Regions from separate parts of the Mus musculus genome. Here regions 1, 3, 4 and 5 are each linked to region 2. A link is a contact called in public HiChIP or PLAC-seq and promoter capture Hi-C data. All regions are on one chromosome and are shown on one strand. The core of a region is the stretch at or near the end of the contact, and the rest is flanking DNA. Distances in the headings are between cores, read along the strand shown. Region 1 holds the start of Pcnp (PEST proteolytic signal containing nuclear protein). Region 2 holds the start of Nit2 (nitrilase family, member 2). Region 3 holds the start of St3gal6 (ST3 beta-galactoside alpha-2,3-sialyltransferase 6). Region 4 holds the start of Cldnd1 (claudin domain containing 1). Region 5 holds the start of Cpox (coproporphyrinogen oxidase).

Evidence for each region. Promoter capture Hi-C pulls out the DNA fragments that hold promoters and counts their contacts. HiChIP or PLAC-seq counts read pairs in DNA pulled down with a chosen protein or histone mark.
Region 1: a contact with region 2 is called in an H3K4me3 HiChIP or PLAC-seq map of pro-B cells, with 4 times the contacts expected there. The contact joins the promoter of Pcnp here to the promoter of Nit2 in region 2. A contact is called at or near these places in 14 of 39 promoter capture datasets (the 3T3-L1 cell line, 3T3-L1-derived adipocytes, the C10 cell line and 10 more), 2 of 484 Hi-C or Micro-C datasets (B cells and pre-B cells), 8 of 115 datasets of contacts at active chromatin or transcription factors (the 230-238 cell line, astrocytes, double positive thymocytes and 4 more) and 2 of 9 other capture datasets (adipose tissue and liver).
Region 3: a FOXA1 HiChIP or PLAC-seq map of pancreatic cancer cells shows a contact between it and region 2. The contact joins the promoter of St3gal6 here to the promoter of Nit2 in region 2. A contact is called at or near these places in 1 of 39 promoter capture datasets (liver) and 3 of 115 datasets of contacts at active chromatin or transcription factors (astrocytes, fibro-adipogenic progenitors and pancreatic cancer cells).
Region 4: a contact with region 2 is called in a promoter capture Hi-C map of pre-B cells, with 7 times the contacts expected there. The contact joins the promoter of Cldnd1 here to the promoter of Nit2 in region 2. A contact is called at or near these places in 8 of 39 promoter capture datasets (the 3T3-L1 cell line, cranial neural crest, hematopoietic stem and progenitor cells and 4 more), 2 of 484 Hi-C or Micro-C datasets (muscle stem cells and uterus), 1 of 115 datasets of contacts at active chromatin or transcription factors (astrocytes) and 1 of 9 other capture datasets (adipose tissue).
Region 5: a contact with region 2 is called in a promoter capture Hi-C map of liver, with 5 times the contacts expected there. The contact joins the promoter of Cpox here to the promoter of Nit2 in region 2. A contact is called at or near these places in 7 of 39 promoter capture datasets (the 3T3-L1 cell line, HPC-7-derived erythroid cells, cranial neural crest and 3 more), 3 of 484 Hi-C or Micro-C datasets (cortical neurons and liver), 3 of 115 datasets of contacts at active chromatin or transcription factors (astrocytes, kidney and liver) and 1 of 9 other capture datasets (adipose tissue).

The regions. Positions count from the first base shown.
Region 1 is chr16:56,028,297-56,030,996 of GRCm38.p6, reverse strand. Pcnp (PEST proteolytic signal containing nuclear protein) reads left to right here and starts at 1,280. Exons shown (of 5, transcript NM_001024622.2): 1 at 1,280-1,394. The coding sequence starts at 1,331.
Region 2 is chr16:57,166,007-57,168,710 of GRCm38.p6, reverse strand. It overlaps Nit2 (nitrilase family, member 2), which reads left to right and starts at 1,379. Exons shown (of 10, transcript NM_023175.1): 1 at 1,379-1,430; 2 at 2,495-2,613. The coding sequence starts at 1,424. It overlaps Gm16892 (a long non-coding RNA gene), which reads right to left and starts at 1,342. Exons shown (of 2, transcript XR_003951893.1): 1 at 1,241-1,342.
Region 3 is chr16:58,522,071-58,524,793 of GRCm38.p6, reverse strand. St3gal6 (ST3 beta-galactoside alpha-2,3-sialyltransferase 6) reads left to right here and starts at 1,368. Exons shown (of 11, transcript NM_018784.3): 1 at 1,368-1,718.
Region 4 is chr16:58,726,539-58,729,238 of GRCm38.p6, reverse strand. It overlaps Cldnd1 (claudin domain containing 1), which reads right to left and starts at 1,329. Exons shown (of 6, transcript NM_171826.3): 1 at 1,155-1,329; 2 at 16-66.
Region 5 is chr16:58,668,826-58,671,525 of GRCm38.p6, reverse strand. Cpox (coproporphyrinogen oxidase) reads right to left here and starts at 1,318. Exons shown (of 7, transcript NM_007757.2): 1 at 576-1,318. The coding sequence starts at 1,098.

The sequences.
Region 1 (2,700 bases), core at 31-2,530, 1.1 Mb after region 2:
CAGGCTAGGAATTGACCAAATTTGGGCAGAGGAATGAGTATAGAGAAAAAGAAGTAAGAAACAGATGAGGCTGTAGCATACTTGATGCATGGATTTCATTGACACTAAATGAATCTACTAAAGGTTTCTAGGAGAGGCAGGACTTAACAGGTGTTTCCAATCTGGAAGAGACGAGTCCTGTATTTTACTGTTGAGTATAAGACAAGTGCTGGTGCTAGCACAGAGGCAGGGAACGCTACAAGACAACTCTTGTGCTGTTCATTGTGTCCATGAAGGTTAAGAGACAAGACTGGCACTAGCTTTTATGATAAAACTCTGTCGGATACTTTTACCTTGAAAGAATAGGGCGATTTAACCAGCAGACAGTTTTACTCCAGACAGTTTTATAGGAGTAAAGAAAACTCCTTGAAAAACACCAAGAAGTGAATAACTTCTAATTCAAAGCAATTCCGAACGTTGAAGCTGGGCTGGGGCGTATTTTAAACGTTATTAGAGAAGGGATGAGTGGAATAGGGTAGATACAAAGCCGACATCTCCAAACTGCAGTAGAGCAAACTACCCTTCTCCGTAAGAAAGACAGCTCCTGCCCTTCGGAGTGTAGCCGGGGATTTTGTTTGTTTTTTATGTATTTTTTTTTAAACAGGTGTTTGAATATATGCAAGTGAGTGTGAACTCTTAGTAGTCGGATTTCTGGAACTGGAGTTATCAGTTAACTGTAGACCACCCAACTGGGAATTGAACTGTCCTCTGAAACAGCAGGAAGCGCCCTTGACCTCCACGTATACCTATTTCTGCTTTTAATGTTTGCTTGCTTGCTACAACTCTCACGCTGAATTTTTCACGAATGCAAAAGCCGCGGAAATTTCTTCCGCCCCAATTTCCGTAAGGCTCTACGACGTGATCTTCCATAAGTCTCTTTTCGGTGTCATTGCACAAATGGAAACGATAATTGCACACCGGACCGCACTGGACGGTGTCAACACTAAGACAGCGTCCGTTAACTGCTGACGTTTCTCTGTAAGAACACAGCCCTATCCCGTAAAATGAAGGACCAGCCGCGACCACCGCTGAGCGTGGAAGCACCTAGGATTGAACCCACCGTTCCACGATCGGTGAGTCCGTACTAACCCGGACGTGCCATCCCACCGCCCAGTCCTCCATAGCCGTCACCACACACCTCGTTCCAGCCAACGACGTCACATCCGTCCCCGTCTCGGGTTCCAGGTCCTCTCTAGGCTGCGGCCTCGCTGGCCCGCCCGAAGCTTTGTGGTTGCTGGGCGGGGCCGTGACGTTCTTGCCCGGGCTGCAGGGGGAGGCCGCGGCGAGGAAGATGGCGGACGGGAAGGCGGGAGAGGAGAAGCCAGAGAAGCCGCAGCGAGCCGGAGCCGCCGGAGGTGAACACAACCCCAGCGTCGCGGGCTACGGGGGCTACTCCGGCCTTTCTTTGGGGTTCCCAGGGCGGGTTGGGGGGCTTTCCGGCATCGCAGGAGCCGGCGGAGCTGGCGCTCGCCCGGCCAGGGGCTGGGCCCTGATGAGTGCCGGGCACGCCCGGTGTGGCCCGCGGGGGAGATCGAGGTCCGCGTCGCCTAATCAGAGAGGCCGCCGGTTACCACCGGGCGGTGCGAAGGGAGGTGGGAGCTTGGCCCGGGAGTCCGAACAGCAGAGAGCTCAGGGCCCGCTGCGCACTCAGGCCGCCGCACGAGCGCCGAGCCGCCGCGGGCACTGGCCGCATGCCGGCTTTCCGAGGTCGCCGGCCTCTCGGTTACACGTAACGAGGGTTGATGCTCTCTTTTTCGCTGCGGAGGTGGAAGACCCCAGCCCACTCTCTGCTGTATTTTCAGACATAACATTTATAAACCCTGCGATGGCATAAGTCGAGGCGATGCAGGGGAGAGGGGAATCTGGCTCAAGCAGCAAACGCTTGAAATTAGGGTTTGATTCGCTTTCTTTCCGGTATCTTTCTTAGGCTGCCAGCAGCGGAGTCTATGTCAGATATTTCGTTGGCGTGGTAGGAAGGTGTGATCTTCCTGTAATTTGTCGCGAAATTAAACTCAGATTATAGCTATCTTTTCGTTCCTCCTACCCCCGTAATTTTTGATGGTGTACATAAAGGAAAAGAAATGCGTAGTCTCTTTTCCCCTACGCCCTTTTGTCGGAAGGATAATTAGCACATGCTTAGAATGTTTTAGCCTTTCACTGTTCTGGCTTTCTTCGGGCTTATCCTTGAAATACTTAAATGTGAGAACATATAGGTTCAGTATCGCATAAAGGCCAAAAGTAGGGTCTACCAAGTTTGTTAATTGCCGAACACCCCCGCCCCCACCCCACCCCCGGTTTGAGCTAGGAGCTCATTTAGCTCTGGCTTCCTGAGTACTGGAATTACAAGCCACGGCCACTTTCTCAGGTCTCTTCCTCATTTTGTTTTTTTTTAAAAATAAACTAGTAAAATAGCTAATGATTTTAGTTCTTACTTTAGACCTTCTATATGTTAAAAGTAGTTTGAGGAAAAACTATAGCCTAAAGTATCTTGGGGTGGCCTTGAACTTAAGGTCCTTTTGCCTTGACTGAGAACATCGTTTTAAGGTACTGCTAAAATGTACCTTAAACGTCTAAAGAAATTCGTGTGTATGTATGCAGTGTACTTGCCACCCTTTCAGTTGAGGGACATTCTGTCCTGTGAATAATATTTCCATCTTAACA
Region 2 (2,704 bases), core at 130-2,629:
AGTTGAGCTCAGGGAGTGAGGTTTCTGTGACCTTTCCCCCCTCTTTCTACTAGAGCTGTCAATAGATCTGTCACCTTAGACCTGGCTTTGTCTTCAGTAGTTGCCATGGCTACCAGGCCACTGCAGTTTCTAATGCAAGATGAAGATGGGGTAAATATGTTAACCCTGGAAGACATAAGGCCATACTGCAACCCATCCCCACACCTTCCTCCAGCGCATACATTCTTTGTTCACCCCGCTTCCCCAGTGTTCTCAGGTTCTTGGAAGAAACAATTCTGTGATCCCCTCAGGACGATGTAGGTGCTTAGATCCAAACCCAGGTCCTTTGCAAGAGCACCAAGTGCTCTTAACCACGGAGCCATCTCTCCAGCCCTGCTTTGTCCTTTTCAAACTGCTGTTTATGGTTCTCTCTCTCTCCCTCTCTCTGTCTCTCTGTTTGGCTCTCTCTGTCTCTCCCAAAGTTTGTGAAAAGCTCAGCCCCACTGAAGACAGCTGACTAAAATTTCTTTTGGGGATCTGATCTGCAGGCTTTCTTTCCTCTTGTCAAGCTCTCTAATCCCCTTGGCTCCGTGCTCTGCAAATGTGACAAGGTATAGACTTTAACTTGCAAGCACTGCAAAGCTTAGAAAGCAATGTCACTAGCTGGGTGTGTTGCTACAGGACTCAATCCCTGCACTCAGGAGTGGGAGCAGGAGGATTAGACGTCAAGGTGAGCCTTAGCTACATAGCAAGTTAAAGTGCAGCCTAGGCTACAAGAGACCCTGTCTGAAAACCGGAAAAGCTCAAAACAAAAATAAATATTTACATAAATGATAATGAATAAAAATTAAATAATAAATACAAAGGTCAAATCGTAGAATACTGCTTAGCACCAACTCTATCTCTTTCCCCAGCCCAGTTAGGAGCAAGGTTCTGAAGTCCTGCTAGCCTAAAACAACCAGGTGCACTTCCTCAAGCCAGTCAGCATGGAGCATCGTTACCCTGGCCACTGCCATGATCTAACCTGAAATTTATGTCCTTTGTGCCACAAGTAGGACCTTTCTACCCCAGACCATTTATGGCACACTACCATAACGTAGGCTTCTCTTTTTTGACTTTGCTTTTGAAGGCCCTATATAAAGAATTTGTAATTATCACTTCTTGGTGTATGCAACCGCAAAGGGTGAGCCATTTTTAGTACGGTGCCCAGGCAAGAATGTAGACTGGTACTGAATGTGCACAAAGTCGGAGGCTTACTCACCTACATTACAGCACAGCACAAAACAAAACAGTAAAATCCTCAAAGCTCATCGAGGCTCCGCCCCTCGACCCAGCCCTTGACCACGCCCCTTCTGCGCGCGCGGCTCGGCCCCGCCTTCTGCACGCTGCGGAGGAGATTGACTGGCAGGAGTCCCTGTGGCCTGCGGTGCACCGTGGAAGAGCCATGTCTAGTAAGTGGCTCGTGGTCTGGTTGTCCAGCTCCCAGCGGGAGCGGGGTCCTCCGTGCGGCGGTGCAGATGAGCCGGCTGGGTCCTTGCGTCCCCCGGTCAGCCATGCCGGTGGCTCTTGTCACCGGTGTCCGCGGCGCGGCGAAGCCCAGGGGCGGCTGGCCGTGCGAGCACAGGCCTCCGCGCGGGGCGTCCTGTGCTGTCGGAGCTGGTCAGCTTGCGGGTTGGGTGGTGGTGTCCAACTCGTGGCTCTGACTTCCTCGCCTCACAAAGCGGTGGATAATCACACCTCACTCCGCAGTTCCTCGTCTGTAAAAGTTTATAGTTGCACTGTCCTGGCATATTCATGTAAATGTTGTTCCCGTAATAGGCCCGTCACTCGAGGTGTTTTCGTGCCCTCCGCCCCGACTTGTTCATCTTCAAAATCATTAATCGCTTTCCGGAGAAGGGGAAGCAACAAGTCTTGCACACGGAGGACCCCAGTGGAGGGGTTTTCCTGCGTAAGCCTGCAGAGGGCGCTTTTGCACCGGCCCCTAACCTGGGTCGGGACCTTGTCCATATTGGGTGGCTTTTGGAAGAAGCTAGAAACAAAACTATAGTTTTATTATCCTTTCCTGCCTCAGGAGCAGAGGCAGTCTAACTTCCTAGGGTTAGGGGAGATATTAGTGAGTTTCTGTGATACTCTGGTGACAGCTCAAGGTCTGTTAACCTGAAAATAATGCCAGGTTTTGGTTTCATTTGTTTTTATACAGATTCTGGCACTGTTCAATTAAGAGGTGTTAGGGGCTAAATGCCTTTTTTTTTTTTTTCTCTCTCATCATATTTAGGATAAGCCAAGGAATGAGCGATCATAGTTTTTATACTTTTAAGGAGAGCTTCGGCCTTCTTCAGAAGCCAGGTTTTGTCAGTGTTGTCGATATACCCCTTTAGATTGCCAGTAGTTGGGTCAATCAAAAACCATGTTCAAATACTGCCTGATATCCTGTTTGAGAATCCTGGCCCTGGGTGAACTTAGTGGGCAGATCTGATGACTTTTTTTTTTTTTTTTTTTTTTCTTTTTTCCCCAGCTTTCCGCCTGGCCCTCATACAGCTTCAAGTTTCTTCCATTAAATCAGATAACCTTACCCGGGCTTGTAGCCTAGTGCGGGAGGCAGCAAAGCAAGGTGCCAACATAGTTTCTCTGCCTGTAAGTATCAGGGCAGCCTGCCCATTCTTCAGGAGCTGTGGATCCACCACAGTACTGCGTGCTGGCAGTGGTCCTCTTATGTCCCACCTCC
Region 3 (2,723 bases), core at 119-2,618, 1.4 Mb before region 2:
AAAAAAACAAAACAAAACAACCTTGTATAAAAGCAACAACACAACAAAAGCAAAACGGAGGAGAATCTAGGAATGCCCCTCCCCATCGCACCACTACACAGATGGGTATCCAGGGACTTCAGAGTCTGAAAAAAGGGAACCGAGATTTCCATGCCAACCTAGATTACACAGGGAAGTGCGGTCAAAAACAAATCGAGCACACAAAACCTAGGAGGTCAGGAGGAATAAAGCAAAATGCGGGTTTCATTTTGAAGATCATGAAGAGAGCATGGGAGAACTCAGCAGAAACTCTAAAAGTTTGTGGTAGTTTTCCAGAAAATTTATCTAGATGGACAAATTCCAGGACTTTTTTTTTTTTTTTTTTGACTACCCTGGTGTTCCAAGAGCCAAGCATATAATTACAAAAGCTATGTGAGTTATGTCAAAGGTAATCTGTAGAAAGGGTAAGAATCGGAATGGTTTGAGCCCTTTCCATGTTTGGATTGGAAAAACAAGTGCAACTTCCTAGGGCTGTTGGTATAATTAAGGAAAATACTAGAAGGTCCATCACACGAGTGGGAGGACTTCGCTGCCACTTGACACACTGTCAGCTTTGAGTTACACCCAGCTCCTTTCCTCCCAGACAGTAGCGCTTCTCTCCCGGAGGTGGATGGAGGTCATTTGATTGCATGTGAGTATTTGACCAGACACTGATTTTTAAAAAGCATTCAGAGCTATGCAAGTCTGAGGGCTTTCTTAATACAAACTTTTTCCTAGTGAAGGCTACAGAAAGAAAGGATAGGGAGAGAGGGAGGGAAGAAGAAAGGAAGAAAAGGAAAGAAGAAACGAGGAAAGGAGTGAAGAAGTGCCCCTTTCATTCTTTCTGAGGTAACGTCTTTTTAAAATATAAGATGAACTATATATATGTCTACACCTACTCCGCTAACACTTTTGTCTTTGAAGAGCAGAGGCAGGAAATTGTGTAGCTTTGTGAACACCTCTCCCTTTCAGCTAGAGACCAAATTACCCACTGTGTCTGATGTCACAGACAGTCCAGGGTGAAACTAAACTCTGTTGCTTTCTGCCTCCCATAAGCGCCTGAAAGGAGAGCCCCTTACAGCCTCCCGCCTTTGCTCCCGCAGCTTTCCCAACAAACCGGGGCAGGATGGGAGTGTCTTCTTGGCTCTGGAAATCAATCCTCCTACCTTGTCCTGAAGCCACCCGCCGCCCTTTCCCGGCCCTCCCTTCGCAGTGATTTTCCTGTCGGGGACTCCCAGCGAGAGCAAGCGGCTGGTGACCGCCCCGCCCTAAAGGTAGGAGCCAGAGAGCACGGCTACCGCCCCGGGGGTCTCTGAGCCCACCGGCAGCCACCGGGCAGCACTTTTCGGCAGGAACTTGGGGGCGGCGGCCACCGAGCATCTGGCGCCAGCAATAAGGAGGAGCTTCCCGCGGCGTAGCACACAGCCGCCGGGGGACCCAGAGTCCGGCGCTGAGAGCTGTAAGGGGAACGTTGGCGGTCTCAGCCTCCGGGCCACACTGCGCCTCGCTCCGCTCTGCTCCTTCGCCACATCGGGGGTAGGGGTGGAGGGAAGGGATCGCGTTCTTGTCACCCCGCTAGCTCAGGCTTCCGCTCGCCGCCTGCTCGGGACCCGATGCTGCAGACGCCACGGGACAGACAGAAGCGCGCTGCGGAGAGCCCTGTGCATGCCTCTGCGGTGGCCGAGCTCGGGCCTCGGCAGGTAACTCTGCGGCTGGCCACGCTGCGGGTCTGCTTAGCTGGGGGTGCGGGGAAGACTGCGTTCCCCGACCCAGCATGGGATTTGGGATGCTGCCCAGGCACTCCGATTCTGCAACCGCTGCGGAGTAGGGAAGGGGACTCTGCGCGCTCTCAGACCCTTCGTCCTCTGCTAAATCACCGGAGCGATGAGGGAACCTTGGGGCCCTGAGATCCTCCAGGCAGCAGGGTGTGCGGGGTGACCAGCCAGGAGCTCTCCTGTAGGGTCCCAGAGCTGCTAGGGAGAACCCAGAGAGAGTGGTGCTCCGGGGCGCTAGGACTCTGCTCTCCTGGATCGCCCCCAATCTATGCAGTGGGAGACCCACAGGAGAGCATGGTTCCTCGATCACCATTATTTCTGAAAGGGTCTGTAAGCGAGGAAGGGTGAATGAGCCTGGAAGGTTCTTTTTTACCTTACTGAGTTTTCCAAGAAATCTTTCTTGGTACAATAAAACTAAACCTAACAAAAAGCCGAGACAGTTTGTTTGGACTGAAGGGCAACGGTGAGAAAACTGCAGTTTTGGCTGCTGTGAATTTTTAAGAGAAGAGAGAAGAAACTTGCTATTTTGCGGTCGTTGCCTAGGGAGCTCTCGTGGGCTTAGCCCCTTCCTTGCGCACTGTTATTTTGATTTAAAAGAAAAATCTATAAAAAGCGATTTCTAGAAAATAAAGAAACTCCAAGTGCCTTTTAGGGATCCTTAGAGGAAGCCAGGAGAAGGGCAGCCAGGGTGTGAAGAATTGTGTTTAAAGGTGATGGGACAGGAAGGACATGGTAGGTGCTAGCCTATTAGAAACCACGTAGATTTCAAATTCAGGAGTCAAGTTTGTTTTTAAGAGAAACACCTTAATGCCATGAATAGTGGATGGTTTAGAAAATAGCAGGTCCTTAATGGCTCCAGTGCCCTGACGTGCCGACCTTCAGGCTTCTTCAGTATGCCCTCAGATGGCCATGCCTCCCTATTAGGCTACC
Region 4 (2,700 bases), core at 80-2,579, 1.6 Mb before region 2:
TGAATGCTCACATACCCAAGATGCTACGGAGACAGAAGTCTTGTTCTCTAGTCTATCACCTGCATACTAAAACAGACAACACTGAAAAGGACATACACATTACAGGTACAAACAACAGACATGCCCATGGTCAGCAGTGCAGCGTGCACACCTTAAATGCAGAGTGGATTTTTACACAAGCTATAAACATGCTATGTGTTTTCAGGCTTGTGTGAGAAAAAAGACAGCAGAATAGGAAACGAAGACCCCCCAGCTTTTTTAGTGGGGAGGCTTACAATTATAAATAAGGGCAGAAGTGAGGTGTAAGTTGGAAATCAGAGTTGAAGGTGTTAACCCGAGGGGAAAGTTTAAATGTATGTCATAGCAAAGAGAGCAAAAACACCATGTTAGTTATCAATCTCCTTCAATTCAATTAAAGCTAAGCCAAGCCTCTTGACACAACCGGATTCTTCACTCCTTACTCTCCCCGCCCCCCATTCCATTACACACTTCTCAACCTCCCAAACTGTAATACTGCTCCGTATATCCTAAAATATAGCACAGATCCATAAAAACTAAATAATCCCTACTCGCAAACAGAAAAGTGACTTAGGCAAAATCTGAACACTCCCTAGGCGTGGACAGGGCTCCACGGCGGTAGTAAATGGCCGCGGTAAAATGACTCAAGGCAAGATCACGCTGAGTCAAACCCTGCCAAATGTATGCACACCGTGACAGCACCAAACCCCTCGTCTCAAGCACCCGTGAAAACAGGCTTACAAACTGGGGAGCGGAGTTTGGAAAATGGGGAGTGACTGGGGAAAAGACCGGGGCGACTACAGTCATCAATAGCCCAGCAAGTGCGATTTGTATTCTGATTCTCAAAATTCTCGTCCATCCTGGTGCTCTCGGATGACCTTAAAGGCCGGGTTCTGGAAGCTGCGCCTAGCGCAGTCACCCTGGGCCGCACAGCAGGGCCTGGCATGGGCGGGCGGAGACCGGCAGGGCTGGGCGAGCGCCCTGGGTACCCGAACCCAGCCAGCCCCGGCCCCTTGGCCCGGAGCCCCGCCCCTCCCCGCCCCGCCTGCCGCTCCAGCCCCCGGGCCTGGCCGCGCCAGCAAGGAGCCCTTTCCCCAGGTCGCGAGCCGAGCCGGCCCGCGACCCCGCGAACTCACCGCCCATCCTCTCACTCCACCGGCTTCGCCCTCCAGCTCCGACCACAGCACCCTACTCTCCCCGCGCCTCCTCTGACGTACTTCCCTGCAGAGCCCGCCCCCTCCATAACTCCCGCGCCTCCGCCTCCACCTCCACCCCAGGCCGGGCCAAAGCGGCCCTGGGCCGAGGGGCCTTGTGGGACTTGTAGGAATACTGGAGGAGAAGGGGCTAGAGCCAGAGGAGAGCATGCCTGACGACGCGCGAGGAATTGTGGGGAATGTAGTTCTCTCCGAAGAAAGAACTCTGAAGATCAGTGAGGAAAGCTGAAGTCTTAACTGCGGGATTGTTACACCTCAAAAAAGGAGGGACCAAGCTCCAGAAAGTGATGGGGGAGGATCTTTGGTCAACCATAGTCAAAGGCTTTGATTTAGCCGAGATCTAACGTCGAGTCTTCTGTTTTCCCTACGATAACACCCTACCTCTAAAAATCAGTACTACGGAGTTGATGAACTTTAATGGAACTCTACTCTTCAAATATCAACCCCCCTCCCATTTCCTACATCGTCCCTCCCATTTGAACAACGTGTTCTTCTGTTTTGTTTAAATGTAACTAAGGATCTAACTAAACTAGCATTATAACCTGATATAATTACGTTATTCTTGTTTGAAGAAATCTGTTATTTGCTCTCTACTGTAATCAAGTTCCCTGTTTGTTTCAGTTGTAAAAAACAAAACAAAAAAACAAAACAAAAAAAAAAACCCAACTTGTAAATCCGAAGGATACTAGATTTCAAAAATGTTACTTTAAAGTGTGAATGTAATATGAAATGGAATTTAGAGATCATTTTCAACAGAAAAAGTTGTGGGTAGCCTCGGAGACAGATGGCTGTGTGACATGGAAGCAATGGAATGATTCTAAGCCCTCAAATACTTCACAGGAATTTCTAAACAGGTAGAGAAGATTTTTTTTTTTTTTTTTAAGTTAGAAATCGTTTGCCTTTAGCTTGTGGTTCCGGTTCACCATCACAGGCTGTGTCTGGAAAAGGACTTCTGGCAGAGCCCAGTATCCACAAGGCATGACTAGATTTTCACGGATAGCATCAAATGAAAACGTAATTTGCCTCAGGTGTCATCTTGAAAGCTCGATGAGTGTGTAGAGTCGAATAGTGAATCCACAGTAAGACTTGTGAATGCACTTATGCAGCAGATGTCTTCATCCACCGGCCTTCATGAGACGTCTACTTCCTGAAGTAACTTGTGCAACCAATTCTGGTAAAGAGACATTTTTTAAGAAGAAAAGAAACAGCCTAAGTTTGTAGACAGAGAAACTGAAGCCCATGAAGATGAACTAACTTGGCAAACATCAACACTGAGGTTAGTAAACCAATCTTAAGACACTGGACAATTTACTTCATAATCTTTAAGATAAGATTGCCTTTGGTTTTCAATATATGGACTTTTGAAAATAGAATCTATAGATAAGAAAATGTAAAAAATGTCAGGCAGAGGACCTGAGGATTGTTAAGGAATCATTAAAGCATTATTTACAATTGAATGTCCAGTGTT
Region 5 (2,700 bases), core at 69-2,568, 1.5 Mb before region 2:
TGGCCACCAATACATGACTCAACATGAATGGCATTCTAAGGAATCCTTCAAGAAATTTGATGATGCAATTTAGTAAGAACTACTGGAAGACTAATCAAATATTCCTTATATAACCCGCCAAAAAACAGTAGGGAGACTCTTGACATAGGGAATCTAGCAGACATAAAGGATCAGTGTTTCTTCTGCCTCTAATAGGGCAGGGACAAATGCACCCAGATGGATAAATAAAAAATGTGTGTGTTGGGGGGGGGGGGGGGGGGAGACGTGTTCAGTAACAAACTGAACATGAAAGCTTCACTTTGCTGCCTGCAGATGTTCTTTAACAAACCTATAGAAAAAAAAGTGCAACTATGAATTGCCAATATTTTCAAGTGACTTGTCCTACATTGTTGGCACCTCTGGGTCCACATCTGCAAGTAGAAAGCGAATGGCTCTCTCAATGTCAGTCATTCAAGTCTGTCCCTTCTGACAGATCACCCCCCACCCCCACCCCCCTGTAAAAACTGTTCTACTTTAAATCCCCAATCCTAAACTGCAACTGGTGCCCAACCAAGAAACAGGAGCTCTCTCCTCACCTTCTTTCCTCTCCCACCGGTCCACAGTGAAGTCGGCAACGCCATCTACCTGCGCCAGTGCCCGACACACCTGAGCCTGGGTCTCCATAATCATCAGCTCCATCTTGGTCTTCATGTCCTCCGGCCTCCTCCGCAGCTCCCGCAGCTCGGTCACCGGCGAGGACATGAAGGTGCTGCAGCGGCGGGCCAGCTCGTCCCCGTCCTCCTCCCGCCGTCCAGGTGAGGGGCTCCGCGCCCCCGAGCTCTTGGGCACCATCTCCGCCCGCTGCACGTGCCCAAAGGCGGCGGCTGCCAGCCCTGCCAACCCCGCCAGCGTCGCGGCCAGCCGGGTCCCCAGCCCGGACCCGCCTCTAGCCCAGGGGCCGTAGCCCAGCCCGCGGCGAGGCTGGGGACCAGCCGTGCCAGGCAGCTGGCAGACGCGGGCGGACGCGCAGCGCGGGGACGCGGCGCGCAGCTGAGCATAGTCGCCCAGCACCGCTCGCCACCAGGGGTCCGAACCCAGGCGGCCCAGCCGCAAGGCCATCTCCCGCCGGGACTGGGCAAATCCGATCCTGCAGACCCACCGGAGCTCCCAGGGTCCTGAGACCCAGACTCCCCAGCACTGCTACGTGGAGTTCGGAAGAGCTGCTGCGAGTGTAGGTCGCAGGCTGCTGGCGGGAGCCGAGGAGGCTGCTGGGAACTGTAGTCCCGTCCTATCGCCTCCTGCACTCGCCTGACCGCTCCCGGAAAGAGCAGATAAGACTGCACCCTGCGCACAGAGGTGGGTCCTGCTGCTCGCACGCGGGCCTCCTGTGCTGCCAGAGGACTGTGGAGGTGCTTGGACTGATAAGATAGGCGCTTTAGTCACGTACACCTTGGATTGCCCTGCTCGCTCACCCACAGTGAGCAAAAGTGGGGTTAGAAGGCTGACGACAAACGGGCAGAAATAACAACTCGGAGACACACCCCTTGTCTTCGTCCTGGCTGTGGGTCTGGAGGATGCACCCTTGTCCCTGTGCTTGGCTTACCCAAAGAGTTCAGGGTAGTGGGCTCCTGAGTAGATCCAGAGAAAATATTCGCACTCCGGTTTACTATCCTGGATCTCTGTTCTTCCCCATAGCCCTACCCGTTGAAAATATGAGGACAGAAGCTCACACATTTAATAGTTTTGTTCCAAGCATATATCATTGCCAGCATTATTTTATAGTATCAGAAGGGCTCATTTGCCCTTTAACTATCCTTGATGATTCTAATTTCTACTAACAAATAATAATCGAGGCCACTGGTTATTCTTTCACAAGCTTCCATTCTGGCTGTAGCAGGAATTGGAGCTCAGTGGGTATGGTTCTGACCGATATGTTCACTCCCCTGCTTCTTACACAAATGCAACCACAAACTACCTGGAGCAGCATGCGTGCTCAGGCCTGGCAGATGTGGCAGGCAAATGAATTCACGAGAAGTGACAAAGCTTGCAGAGGAGAGAAACCCTTAACTTTTAGCTGTAGTGTGCCCTGGCTGGAGGCCGACTTGGAAGAGAAGGAAAGATAAGAATTATCTTTTGGAAGGTTGCCTGGGTCTGGCTGGGCCTCCTGGTGATAAATGAAGCTCTTTAACGAAAAGGAATCTCTCTAATTTTCTGTAAGAAACTTCTCCTTTATGATCCTGCTCTGCTAATGTGAAGCTAGCCAAGAATAAGCCAAATGGGAAATTCAGGAGACTTGCCCAGACAAATAACTAATTGTGTACTTACCCTGAACAAATTGTGTACTAGCTTCCAGCCTGTTTGGATGTCTCTCTCTCCTGTTCTCTGATTCCACCTTAATCTTAATGTACAGTGCTTACTGGAATCCTTAAAAACAAACAAACAAACAAACGGATTTGTATGAGAAAAAAATAAAAGCCACCATCTTCCTAGAAGGGCATAGTGGCACACATATTTAATCCCAGCACTCAGAATGCAGAGTCAGGTAGACCTATATGAATTTGAGGCCACCCTTGTCTACTTAAAGACTTTCAGGATGGCCAGGGCGACATAGTAAGACCCTGTCTCAAAAGAAACAAAACCAGTCACACACACACACACACACACACACACACACACACACACACACACCTCTTCCTGGTAAATTACTCCCAAGTCCTATTT